Regions from separate parts of the Hordeum vulgare genome. Here region 2 is linked to region 1. The links are chromatin contacts, called in public Hi-C maps. All regions are on one chromosome and are shown on one strand. The core of a region is the stretch at or near the end of the contact, and the rest is flanking DNA. Distances in the headings are between cores, read along the strand shown. Region 1 holds the start of LOC123411506 (phosphatidylinositol 4-kinase gamma 5-like). Region 2 has its middle 220 kb from the start of LOC123411506.

The links. Hi-C and Micro-C count contacts between places; a contact is called where the count stands out from the background.
Region 2: a Hi-C map of leaf shows a contact between it and region 1, with 4 times the contacts expected there. The contact joins the enhancer-like site here to the promoter of LOC123411506 in region 1. A contact is called at or near these places in 3 of 6 Hi-C or Micro-C datasets (leaf and seedling) and 1 of 1 datasets of contacts at active chromatin or transcription factors (embryo).

Annotation. Positions count from the first base shown.
Region 1 is chr7H:123,623,689-123,627,127 of MorexV3_pseudomolecules_assembly, forward strand. LOC123411506 (phosphatidylinositol 4-kinase gamma 5-like) reads right to left here and starts at 1,799. Exons shown (of 2, transcript XM_045104465.1): 1 at 839-1,799.
Region 2 is chr7H:123,843,232-123,846,670 of MorexV3_pseudomolecules_assembly, forward strand. No RefSeq gene overlaps it. Among protein-coding and RNA genes, the nearest start is that of LOC123411506, 220 kb to the left of the region's middle. Within about 2 kb of position 1,605, at least 3 of the 3 cell types and tissues checked have open chromatin away from gene starts, as enhancers often do. A contact at or near this core is called in leaf and seedling, where this site is marked.

The DNA of each region.
Region 1 (3,439 bases), core at 549-3,048:
CCATATTTTACAGAAAGTTGGTATGCATAAGGAGTGGGCTACCACTTCCCATCTTTGACTAGCAGCTTTTTTTAAGCCTCATACTGAAGATATGATATGTTCGTTGAACATAGATGCATTTTTATTTCAGTTTCATTCAGAGATTCGTGCTGTCCCCCATTCACTCCTCCATCAATGGCATTTGTCCTTTTCTCACCCGAAATCTCTGTAGACTGATCACTGATGAGACATGGAAATCTCCTAGACTTTCCATGTGGAAAACAAACCCAAAGCCCACGATTCAGCCCGGAGTCTGGGCCAGCAGCTTAATCACCTCTCGATTCGACAATCGTGCGATTTTCTTCCATGTGTAGCTAACGGCTATTACATTTCATCTCGCCAGAGTCAGTAAAAAGTCACACGCAGTCGCCAAGAGGCCTTTTTTACGACAGAAATCTTGGAGCTTTCAAGCTGAATCCGCACTAAGGAAGCTGCGCGAGTACGTACGAGCTTCGCTCAGACATAGTAGATCAGCTGATGCTGGAGCGAGCTACAGAATCGTCAGATGATTGAGCGCTTGATGACACGAGCTACGCGTAAGGGAATGGCATTAATGAGCCCGGTCCAGCTAAAATGCCCGGAGAATCCTAAAAGAGGAACAATTATTGCTCCAGAAACTACCAGAACGAAGCCGCGCTCCATTCCTTGGCGACGAAGCACCGTATTTTTTTTTCCTACCAAAAGAACGCCGGCACTTCTGCTCTCTCCACTGAGCAAGAGAGAAGGAGCGGCGAAGGCCCGGGACTCTACCGGCGGAACGAGCACCAGCACGAAGGTGGGAATGAAGCCTTGTCCGTACCTGAACCAATGCGGAGACCTGGAAATGGCGGCCCGCCGCCGGCGGGGCCGCAGATCTGGCAGGTGCGCCGCAGCCGCCTCTTTCGTCCGGCGTCCGGCGTTGGAGCGGCTCCTCCCACTCCCCGGCACGGCACTCCGCCGCCTCCGCCTCCCGGGTCCTGACTTCTCGCCCCCCTTCTTCTTCCCTCGCTCTCTCGTGCCTGAGCGAGCGTGCGAGCGCGAGAGCTTGCGAGGAGGCTGGGTGGGGGTGGGGGTGCGAGAGGGAGAGGAGGGGGACAGGGGAGATGTGTAATGGAGGGGGGGTTAATTTAAGGAGCTGAGCAAACCATGGTTAGGTTTGGTAATGGGGAGAGAGGTGCGAGGGGCGCGTGAGCTTGGATTGGCCGGGCCAACGCGTGTGTGTCAGTGTGTGCGATGGCCTTCTTCCTCCGGCGACCCTCGGGTTTGATCTAATTGGATCGTACGGCCTGCGCGGTTTTTCCACGGGCCTATCCGCAAATTCTTGGTGAACCGTGTAGGAGAGCCGCATGTAATTCATCGAGAAGAAAGGGATTATAACGTCGGAGATGACATGATTGGTATGTTGTCAAAGATGGCATGATTTGATGAGAAGTCGATGATGGTACGGTCTAGATCGACAAGAATGACCTAAAGATCTCATCAACTTGAGCAACGGTTGGAACATTACCGTGACCGCAATGGGAGGTGTCCGTGAATGAAACTTACATGCACGAGCATAGCACATGCATTGGAGGGATCATGATTGTGGAGACGCAACGCACACAAACAATCCCGCACTACCGAGTTAGCCTCCCCCTCATCGACCAAAGAAGGGGCAGAGTCAAATGGGAGGGATCAACCCAACCATGAAACATGCAGGTGGAGGTCGGCAACCGGAGGGGAACAACGTAGGTCCACGATGACAAAAAAATAACCAACCTCGACTACCCCAAGGAGAATGAGGCGATAAGGAAAACACCTAGATCTGGTCGAGAATGGTCGGGAGGGGGGGGGAGGGGCTGAATACTGGATTCATGCTGTCTCGAGGGGCCACAGACCACCACTCTCCAGCCAGAGGATTATAGAGGCATAGGCAACCGGGAAAGTGCCACCTCTGATGCCGAAAGCACCGCGACACACTGCAACAAGCCATGCCCGCCATTGATGCCACCAGCAGAGGCCGCAATACATTCACAACGGTGTCGATGCCCTAGATCTAACACACCCAAGAACCAGAAATCAAAGCCAAGCAATGATGCCTCGCCGCTGCTGTCCTTGGTAGCTGTGTTGGCTTTCCCGTCAGCGACCTCATGCGGCACCGAGAAGGAGAGTTGGTGGTGAAAGGAGGGCATGTGGCGACCAAGGTCAGGGGGTTGCTCAAGTCGCCCAGGGGCGACGCAACTACTTATGCGCGATTGCAAAGGGATTTTTTTATTCTTTTTAATTTCGAAAGGCGTATTGTAATTTCCTTTTTTCGAGAAAGCTCATTTTGTGGATATTACCAAATCGGTAAACACACGAGAAAGAGGCCACAAAGAAGGCAATGTCATTACTAAAGGCACGAGTCCTTGGGTTGCCGGTTAAACCTTATGTGAAGGTTTTATCTATGAATAACATTGGCAAGTTTACCTTGTGTTTTATCGAAAGTGTTCTTCGGCTCCTTAGCTCAAATGCACTGGCCATGAACAATAAAAAAAGGTAAACAAAACAAAATTGGATATTTTTGACAACCAACATTGTTGAATGTTTACATACGTGTATGCTTCTTTTAATTAAAATCAGTCCTAATGCCTTAGACGAAAAAACAAATCAACCCTCCAAATTGTTCTAAAAACAGTCTTTTTGGAGCATCAATTTTTCAGCTTAGAGCATTATGAGTCCCTTTTCATCATGAAAATAATTTGCATGTATGTAGATAATTCAACAATTTTAAACTTTACCTTTTTTAATTTTAGTGTTTATAATGGTGCATTTGAGCTCAGGAGCACAAACTCCATGTCATTGTTTTGTACTCTCTTCATTTCTAAATATAAGTCTTTTTAAAGGTTTTATAAAAAACTACATACGAATGTATATAGACATATTTTTAAATATACATTCATTTATTTTGCTTCGTATGTAGTCCCTTATAAAATCTTTAAAAGACTTATATTTAGAAACAAGGAAGTATAATTTTGCATATTTATTGCCGGTTGCAAAATTAAGCACGTGCGCTAAATAATAGTTCTGCTCACTTTTATGGGCATATAGTAATGCTTATGCCATTTTTCGAGTAAATGCAATAGTTGTGGCTTTCGAACTCAAAATGTGGCATGTGTGGAACAATTCAAATAGCAAATCACCGGTTTACACACGATGAGTTTCATTTTCCCTATATAGGCAACAAGGTTTTTTTTTAATTTACGGGTTATACAAGCAAGAATATATTTTTTTGTGAATTATGCGAGCAAGAAATTAATATACTATCTCATATAGGAGGGAAAACAAATTTCCCTGTCGCTACACACAACATTTTCTCATTTCCCATCCCGTCATGGAATTATATTCTTACGCGCCTCCCTCAACCCCCGGCCCCAAAAAAACTGCATTGTCATGTGCATAT
Region 2 (3,439 bases), core at 355-2,854, 220 kb after region 1:
ATCAAGCATAAATCTCATGCATTTGATAAAATGAATCTTCAGAATTATTACCTCTGTCCCACATTAGTCGTGTTAGAGCATTTACAGATGGACGGCCCAAACCCTTCTATTACGCCGGGGCGGACTACCCGTGAGAAAAACCCAGCCCATATGGACGCTGCAAAACGATTTCAAACGCCCGGGCTGACCGACACCCCTCATATCTTGCCAAATATGAGGTGAATATGGGGAGGCCCGAGCGCCCCACCACATCGGACTCGGCCAACGCTGGCCAACCTGACCCCACATATATTCGACACATCCCCTTCGCGGACCAAACCCTAGTCACCCACTCCACTCTCTCCACTCCACTCTGTCTCCAAGCTCCCTTCTCGCGATCTCCATCCTTCTCCGTCATGTCGGGCAGCGGATCTGAGTCCTACACCACCAGATCCGTCGCATTGTCTGACGCCCCATATGGTACACTAGTCCGGTCGTCGCAATGACATCGTGTTGGACATCGCCGGCTTGTCCTAATACAGATTCATCTTTATCTCCCGTCCACCGACACCGCTAGGGTCGCGGGCTCCGACGAGGAAGAGTAGGGCATGGGAGACGCCGACGTCTCGAGTCCCGTGAGCCGGCTTGTATCACATGTCCCGTCTATCTCGACGGTGACCACACCAACACTCTAGGGAGTGCAGCCAGCCATCGAACATGGACACATTAGAGCCGGACGAGGTCCGCTTAAAGATTGGTTTACCTTGCATATAGGGCCTGTTTGGTTGGAGACTAATTTTGCCAAGGCAAAGTGTAGCAAGTCATTAAAGTGTGGCAAGCCACAAAGTGTGGCTGAAAAAACGAACGCCAAACTTTGGCAAAAGTTGACAAAAAAATTGACTCTAAGACAAATGGACCATAGCGACAATAAAGTTTGGCAAGCCAAAGTGTGGCAAAAACCAAACAAATGCCAACTAAACTGTGGCTGTCAAATTTTAGCTTGGCAAAGTGTGGCTGGGAACCAAACATGCCCATAATAATATGGATTTGAGGTTTGTAAAATAAATTATTTAAGTCTCGTCCGGTTACTGTTCATGGATACGTCCGACCGCATCCACGAATATTTGAGGAGTCGAATTTATAAAATCCGGCTATAGATGCTTTTAGATTTGTGTAGATACAAATGCATCTATACACTAGACATCTAAATTGGGATAGAGGGAGCTCTATTTGCTTTATCATAGCATGCACCAGCGATCGACCCAACAGGAAACATAAACAAAATCTTTCATGCTAAACACCATGCATTACGCCCCCTTCATGCTATAAACACCATGCATAATTAATCATCGCGTGGGGTGGAGAAGGAGTCGGTAAATCGTCCACACACACTTGATCGAAGGTGAGGACCAACAGGAAACAACGGCTCGATGGATCCATCCCGCTTAGACGTAGGCGTCCTACTTTTGGTCCACGTACAACGTATCTCCACGACCAACCACAAAGGGCGTCCCGTCCACAAAAAGCAACAGTTCGTCCATCGCAGCCGTCCATCTGCTATGCCTGTCCCCTCTCGACGTCCAGATTCGCGCCACGTCTCAAAGTATCCCCGCCTGCTCACGTGCTGTGTGACAGGACGGGAGACAGCCGCACGAGGGGTTGGCCGGCCTCGCGGTGACGGGGTACTCAGTGGGGGCACGAGGCGCAAATAAAAGTACGTACGTTTGGCTGCGGATCTTATTTCAACTCCCGAGGACACGTGGATTGTTTTTTTTTGCGAGGACGTGGAGTGCGTTTTTTTTGCGAGGACGTGGAGTGCGTTTTTTTTGCGAGGACGTGGAGTGCGTTTTTTTTGCGAGGACGTGGGGTGCATTTTCAACATTGGATATCAAAATGCCGCTAAGTATCATTAAATTACCATAATGAAAAGAAATATAAAAAATGACATGCATTTCAGGCTGGTCATAGTGGGAAGTAACATATAGTAGTATCATGCATATGATACTATTATATGATACTACCTTCATAGTGTATAGTATCATAAAACAGTATCATAGATGACCTTATTTATTGACATTCATGACACATACTAGTAACATAGCATTTAACATGTTATGGTATCTACCTATGTTACTCTAGGCTGCCCGTAATGGAAGTATCATATGTAGTATCATGCATGCCAACTAGGCAATCTCAATGAGGTGGCATATAATTAAATGAAGAAAAAGAGAGTTGAGTATCATATCATGATACCGTATCATATTAAATGATGTGCTACTATGTGTCTTGCATGTCAATAAATGAACTCTTTATGATACTAATATATGATACTAGGTATTACGGATGTGGTATCATAGACTAGTATCATATGCATGATACTATTATATGATACTACCCATTGCAACCAGAACCCCCTCTCTCTTCTTTAATTACCTGTCACATCAACATGTTTGCTATTCCCGATTACATGATACTATCTTAGTTACTCCCACTATGACCAGCCTCATGCATATACTACTAGTCTAAATTATCATTTTCATAGTGATTAATAACATAGAAATTTCAGTTATTAGCATATAGATTCATCTTGTCTTGATATGTGTGATGTTATTCATAGTACGAGTAAATAATTATGTTATTTAATTTGTCTCTTTTTTTATTAATTAACGGTCACATCATTTTTTTTCGTTTATGTGTCATCTATGTTATTATCTGCTCCCTCCGTTTCAAAATAAATGTCTTAACTTTATAAAAGCTCTAGTATAAAGTTATACTAAGGTTAAGACAATTATTTTGGAACGGAGGGAGTATTATGTTATTTCTACCGTGGATATTTTACAACATGATTTGAACTTTTGTTTTACCATCCAACGTTGTGCATCAAATATCCCCGGATAGCGAATCGGCCTGGGCGTTTAAAATTCCACAAACCAATCAATTGAAGGTTTGCGGATGCCCGAACATTCACCACATAGATGCCCGACTATGCAGTCAGAGCCAACCCTAATGAGGGGCAGAGAGGCGATGCAACGGGGTCAAGAAATCAAGGGCCTCCAGCTTAGGTAGTAGCAATATGCATTATTATCTACTTCCTACTTGTCGCACAAATGTATAAAAATGAATGTATTTAAAACAAAAGTACATCTAAATACATTCATTCATATAACAAGTATTTCCGGACGCAGGGAGTACTTGCTCTGTCCGCAAATACTTGTTATAGAAATGAATGTATCTATATGTATTTTAATTTTATATACATTCATTTCTATACATTTGTGCGACGACTAATTTTGTACGGAGAGAGTACAAGTCTTTTTAGAAATTTTATTACGGACAACATATGGATGTATATAGACATACTTTAAAGTGTAAATTCATTCATTTTGCTTCGTATGTAGTCGGTATTAAAATCATTAAAAAGAATTATATTTAAGAATGAAGGATGTATGATATGGCTAAC